2 separate regions of the Mus musculus genome follow, and region 2 is linked to region 1. Evidence: chromatin contacts called from public Hi-C data. All regions are on one chromosome and are shown on one strand. Each heading gives the region's core, a stretch centred on a gene start, on an enhancer-like site or on the middle of the called end of the contact. The rest is flanking DNA. Distances are from core to core; before and after follow the strand shown. Region 1 overlaps Opcml (opioid binding protein/cell adhesion molecule-like). Region 2 overlaps Opcml (opioid binding protein/cell adhesion molecule-like).

Region 1 (3,186 bases), core at 484-2,983:
AATTACCCAAAGTATAGACCTCAAAATATCCATGTGAACAGGGAAACAAAGCACACAGACGAGCAAAAGTGAGTCTCGAGGTGCTTATGATCCGTGAAGAAAGTATGGCTGGTGGTTGCAGTTGAAATGGCTTCGTAGATGCCAGCTGACCATGCCCAAACCCTTGGCTCACATCTGAATATGGTCATTGATTCAGACAGAGGACTCCTAGATACTTGTCATATCTAATCTAACAGAAAGGCACAGAACATTTTTAAGCCAACAGCTCATAATTGTAATGAAATGATTCCGGCCAAGAGGGCCCATTTGTAATAATGAATTCAAATCAGATTCATAGAAGGTATAATTCAACTATAAAGAATAGCACCTCCATTTTCCATATCATCTCTCTTCGAAAAGGCAAAATAACTCAGTATTAAAATAATTATTTTTACTTTCCAAGCAGCCCTATGAATAGTTACAGGGATGATAATATGGCCTCATTTATATAAAATGAGTTTTTATCTATACTGAAAACTTCAGTCTTCTGTAGCATGCTGTAGCACGTCACTTCCTAAGGTCTCTCAGCACAATCAAGGGCCTGTCAAAACAAAACTGATCTCCCACAGGAAGCAATTGTCCTCTCTGAGCTGGGGAAATTTTCACAGGGAATTGAGTGTGTACACAAGCTTAGGATATCTTGGCTTTACCTTCTGGTCTCTGCTCCTTGCCTGACTTTGTTCAGGATTTAGGAACTAAGAGGTCATGTGACCTGGAACAGACACCTTCAAGGGGGTTTACTAATTCTGATAGGTGTATCATTTAACTCGTTGATACATTCGGAACACTAACTTCCCAAGAAATAAACCCCTAATGAACTCTTTCAAGGAGTCATAAAAGTCATTTTACATAGAGCTATAAGGCTATAGGAAAATCTATAAGGCTATAGCACTACTCTTATCTAGCATGCATAAGGCCTTGAGTTTGATCCCCAGTATTGCAAAAAATGAAGAGGTAAAATGAATTGTAAGTTTTAGAAAACAAAAATACTACCAAAAACCATATGATAGATTTCCCTGAGGCCAAGACTGTGGGTTTCCCCTTACTGAGAACATGGCCTCTCAGTGAAACAACTGAGTACCTCGTCTTACTGATAAGAAAGGAACACAGCTCATAGAACAGATTAGTAGACAAGGAAAAAGAGAGAGGTTGAAAGCTGAGCTGCAGAAATCTGCATGGACTGTTTATGTTCTTTCAAGAAATGTTGAGGTAGTAGCAAGCTATTTTAGCATAGAGAATAGTAAGAATTAATGATGGTGGGAAGAAGTGAAGGAGACCATAGGTAACAAGAAAAGAGTGTCCGGTGGAGGCACCTTGTAAGATTAGAGCAATGGAAGAGAAGATTACACGAGGTAAAATCTGTAGAGGAGATCCAGAGAGTAATAGGTGGGCACAGGGATAGGTTTGTCTATAGCAGGGGAAAGGGGCAGAAGAGAGAAGAGAGACAAAATCAACATGGCTTGTGCTGACTTTTAAAAGTCAGCTACCACAACGGTCAGGTAAGCAGCAGCAGTCATAGTTGAACATACACATTGTTGTTTCCACAAAGCATGAAAAGCAACCATTCAGCTTTTCCTTTTTTATTCCCCTTTCCCATTACCAAGCCCAGCTGTTAAACATTAGAATTGAAGATCATGAAAACAGGCCAGTAGCTAATAAGAGAGAGAGAGAGAGAGAGAGAGAGAGAGAGAGAGAGATTGAAGCTTGAAGCTCGCCCTCTGCTGGTAGAACTGTCTTACTGCACCCAGAAGGCAGAAGCTCAAGTTTCTAAGTTTTTTATTTAATTTTCAGGGACAGGAAGGAGGAGGACAGCAGAATTTGTAAATTTATTAGTGATATCCCCCTTGTTTATGAAACAATTCATTGCCTCTAACAAAAGACTGAAAGAACAAGAGGTATTTGGCAGTGTTGAAACTCTTTTGCCACTACTACTACTATCCACATTTCCTGGGTTCACATACACTGCGGTTAGATGCTTTTGGCACCTTTGAACCACCAGTCCCCTGCAAAAGTGAAGTCCCACAAATCATACCTCAAAGAGCAGACCTGGAACTTTCCTTGAAGCAACACAATAAGGATAAGGCACTCTCATCCACTACAAGCTAAGGGGTGCTCAAAAGATGAGAAGCACTTGTAACTCATGCTGTCTTTAGGACCATGCAGGTCAAGAAGACAGGACTTTGGGATCTTTCACTAGCTGAAAAGATGATTTACCTACGAACCTCCCAAGGCAGAAGGGATCCAAATTTAACCCTAGGGTTCATGTGAAAAGATTTCTTCCTCTGGGAGATATCTGTGTGTGTTGGAAGGACTCCACAAGGAAAAGCACAGAGAACAGGAAGAAGGAAATCCCACCCTCAATATCTCCTTGTAGAAGCCAGGCATTCTGGCTGCAGAATCTGGGTCAGAATATTTTATTTTCACTATAACCATCAAAGTCATAGGCAGGGCAAACACATTCACCCTGTGTACACTGAGACATACTTAAGCTGGGATGTCCCTGAATCTGTCTCCTAGGACCAGAACTGCCTCATTAAAGGGATAAAAGATGATATCTGCTGAGCTCGTGGAAAGTGGTGGCTGCATTTTTATTAAAGTCTCTGCTGCAGCAGGCCCAGTCCCCAAAGGTTCATATTCCAAGCATCTCCACCCCTCTGCCTGGAGCATGGAAGTGATTCTCTGTAACTCATTAAGCTAAAACAAAAAGCTTCCCTATTGTGCTTCTCACACAGGAATGATGTCGGTGCATAAAAGCTACATGCTTGCTCTTCTTGGTCCCAGCCCATAAAAACACAAAGGCCTCATAATTTGCATCAGGGCCCAAGTGCACCGCACAGGGTTAGACTGAGGGGCTGTGTCTTCCTAAGACTCATAAAAAGTCGTGCCCTGGCACAGGAAATCTAAAGCCTTCAATTGTGAAATAGCCCCAACACACGCTGCCATCACAGATGGTTAGCTGAGGGCGATCCTGTGTCATCACATCCTCCTGGCCTGGAAGAAAAATCCAAGGGTATTTAGTTAACTACGCAGTGTCTCGTCCGGGTGTGAAACTTGCCATCCCATTGCTCCATGAATATATGACATCCCAAGTGTAGACTTTAACATTGCCTGTAAGACTGCAGACCAAAAGAGCACCAAATGACAAGG
Region 2 (3,186 bases), core at 459-2,958, 84 kb before region 1:
GCATAAAACACCATAATTCCTGTTTCATAGGCTAGAAAACTAATATTCAGAAGTTGAATGACTTGTGGGACTGTGTGGTTGGGTGTTGGGAGAATTTAGGAATTTAGTGTTGGCAGTTGGTTTTGTGCATTGTATATTCAGATGCTGATTTCTGTGCCCAGAAATATGGTTACAGCCAAGACACTAGTATCATTGTTATTATTGAAACATCTCCTGCATCAATGTTGTGTAAAGAATTCTCCCTAATTATTTCTGATTTGTTAATAACTGATCAGTCTGTGAGTGAGCAGAAGAGATATAAAGGCTGGACTTCTGATCCCAGCCAGGGATTCCACGTAGAGGGAGGTAGAGGAAGAACAATGAGGAAAAGAAGTTAGAGAAACCAAAGGTGGTCATGAAGCCAAAGATCCAGGAGAAGTCAGGATGAACAGGCTGCCAAGAGATTTGCCACGAGTACACAGATAGACCTGAGAAGGCCAGGGCAGACTCAGACTAATGGGAAAGGACCATGTGGTTGGGAACTAAGCACCCTTAGAGAGTTAGAATAGGTCAGAACCTGCACAGCCTAGGCTTGCAGCTGGTTCATAAACCTAATGGATGTTTATGTCAATTTGGGGGCAGCTAGAATAGGAACAGATGTGGCTTACATCCAAAACTTATAGTTACAGTCCAAGGTTCAGACTTCTAAGGATGTAGCACTATCATCTGAAGATATGTCTATTTAATTAACTCATTTGTTCTGTACAGGTTGCTGAACACCAACTTCATGCTTCTTTCCCAAGTGTCCACAGGAAACCTCTAACTGTACTAGGTTTTTTATCTTACACTAAGAATAAGCCCTGCTACCCTTAGTGGTCTTAGATGATTATTTTAGGCTTTGATGAGACACCAGAAAAAGCTGTTCCCTGCAGGAAATAAATCTAAATGTCATGGTTATTCATAACAAAAATAAACATGGAATGACATAATATGCCAACTGTAGTGAAATGACATGAGAAGACAGGTGGGAACCGAGCAGGCCAGGATGAAGGGAGATGCTATCATCCCATGCTGTGGAGATCCCCACATAAAGAGGTCATCTTGCTATGGACACTAGCATGGAGCCAGGCAGAAGTCATGCTCATGTCTCAAAGAATATAATCCTCAAGAGAGGCCAGTAATCGCAAAGCACAGCTCCATGAAGAAAGGATCAGACCGGATCAGGACCAGCAGAGAAGGCAAAGTAGTCCCAGCAGGTTAGCTAATGACTGAGCAAGGACAAGCATCCAAAAATGAGGTCATTCCCACTGAGGAGACAGAGGCTACTCTTCTTGGCCAAGTTACAGACACATCTAAGGCACAGGTTTCAGTAGTTGCCGGTTCTTTTCCATTGAGTGTGGGCCAACAATGCTCTCCTCCTTTACATTTCGATCCTGTGAAAGTCAGAAGTTTTTCTAAACATCCTCGATGGGGCTGAAGATGAGAAGACAACCTTTCTTCCCCATCTAGGAAGTTCAAACTGGAAAACGTGGTTTCCATATTAAATATTATCCTTAGTTTTCTTTGAATAAATAAACTTCTAAGATGCCATCCTTCTCACCAGGCAGAGTTTAACTTGCTTGGAGGGTACCTACCCCTCCATCAGCATTTGTGTCTCATGTGAGGAAATGCTCTCCTACTCTTAGTTGTTACAGACGCTGGCCCCTGCTCAGCCCTTGGTACCAAGCAGGTGCCACTCAGCATGCTTCTCAACCATGCTGAGACATTAGATCAATCCCTCTCTGCCCATTAAAGGGCTCATAAACGGTTGCAGTGTCGAATTAGTGCTAGAAGATTTCTCTAACTTGAAACATGTTAAAATGCACAGTTGGGTAAGAAGAATCAATTAAGGCCAGACAGGGTGTTGGAAGTTAAACCATTTGTTTACCTTACAATTCTGCATGGTGAAAAATAAGTGTGTGTGTGTGTGTGTGTGTGTGTGTGTGTGTGTGTGTGTGTGTGTGCATGCTCACTTATATTTTGGTTCAGATTTAAATGTAGCCATGTGTACAGTTTGTGTAATTCAATCCATGATTGGAAAGGAAACTACCCAGAGTGAGAGGTTATTGTTTAAAGTCAGGAAAGGGTTGGATATGTAACTTTGTAATTGGTAATTAAGCTTATTGCAGTGTTCTTACCTCCTAAACCTCTGTCAACTGAGCTTACATTTAGATGGAAAGCTAGCCGTTACTCAGCAAATAATTATGCATCCCAGTAGCATAACCCAGATAAAAACAGCAATTCTGGCTCGCTGCTTCTCCTCCCAATCATAGACAACTGACATGTCCCATACATCTTTTCATGCCCTTTCTAAACAAAAGTCCCTCAGTGATCCAGAAGGCAATGCAGAGCAGAAGTTATGAATATGGAAGCTATAGTCAGTTCCTTGGGGCCTGTAACTAGAATTCAGAGATGTCTGACCACTTTAATAGGGAGGAAAATTACATTTTGGTATCCACTAACGTCTAATTGAAATGTAGTGCACCCCTTATTTATAACTGCAGAGCCCCGATTCCAAGGGGTGGCTGGTAACTCTGACCTTCTTCCTCGAAGAAAGCATAGCAGAATCCAGTCTGTACTTGTTGTCCCTATCTGGAAATATACTGCTTCACACTTATTAATTGTTAGGCTCACTGTCAGATTTAATTTAACACATAAATCACAAAGCATATCTCATTTAAAACTATTTTCACAATTTTATTTCAACATGATTAATTTTCTTTGCCCTTCTATCTACATGTCAAGGACTGAGGAACTGAAAGAAGACAAAATACCTCAGGTTTGCAGGGACCTGGTACTGCCATCCGAAGAGGCTCTGCTGGAGGGTCCAGTGGAGGTAGGACAAGGAACCTCAGTAGGTCTTTACCCTGCCTTGCTTTCCACAATGCCTGAAATTCAAGGCAGGCATCACTTCTAGAGAATTTCTTCCCTGCATCTAATTAACAGCACATGGGAAATTAATTCATAACACAAAAAGAAAAGCATATAAATGTACATAACGTAGTTGCTATTCTGAGCACTCTGCTCAGAACTCTGCTTAAAACCCCCTGTTGTCCTCAGATCCTGAGTGCATACTGTTATTTCCTCATTTTACTCATGAAAACGGAGACTCAAAAAGCCTCCTGTCTTCTTCCCTTCCACACTCAACTAGGTCCCTCCTGAACTACA

What was found. A called contact is a pair of places that touch in the nucleus more often than the background predicts.
Region 2: a contact with region 1 is called in a Hi-C map of cerebellar granule neurons, with 2.4 times the contacts expected there. The contact joins two enhancer-like sites. A contact is called at or near these places in 10 of 484 Hi-C or Micro-C datasets (brain, cerebellar granule neurons, cerebellum and 3 more), 1 of 115 datasets of contacts at active chromatin or transcription factors (embryonic stem cells) and 3 of 9 other capture datasets (adipose tissue, liver and pancreatic islet).

Annotation. Positions count from the first base shown.
Region 1 is chr9:28,404,593-28,407,778 of GRCm38.p6, reverse strand. All of the region lies in intron 2 of Opcml (opioid binding protein/cell adhesion molecule-like), which reads right to left. Among named protein-coding and RNA genes, the nearest start is that of Gm39313, 10 kb to the right of the region's middle. Within about 2 kb of position 1,733, at least 6 of the 459 cell types and tissues checked have an H3K27ac peak or open chromatin away from gene starts, as enhancers often do. A contact at or near this core is called in cerebellar granule neurons, where this site is marked.
Region 2 is chr9:28,488,548-28,491,733 of GRCm38.p6, reverse strand. The region is part of intron 2 of Opcml (opioid binding protein/cell adhesion molecule-like); the gene reads right to left. Among named protein-coding and RNA genes, the nearest start is that of Gm39313, 94 kb to the right of the region's middle. Within about 2 kb of position 1,708, at least 1 of the 459 cell types and tissues checked has an H3K27ac peak or open chromatin away from gene starts, as enhancers often do. A contact at or near this core is called in cerebellar granule neurons, where this site is marked.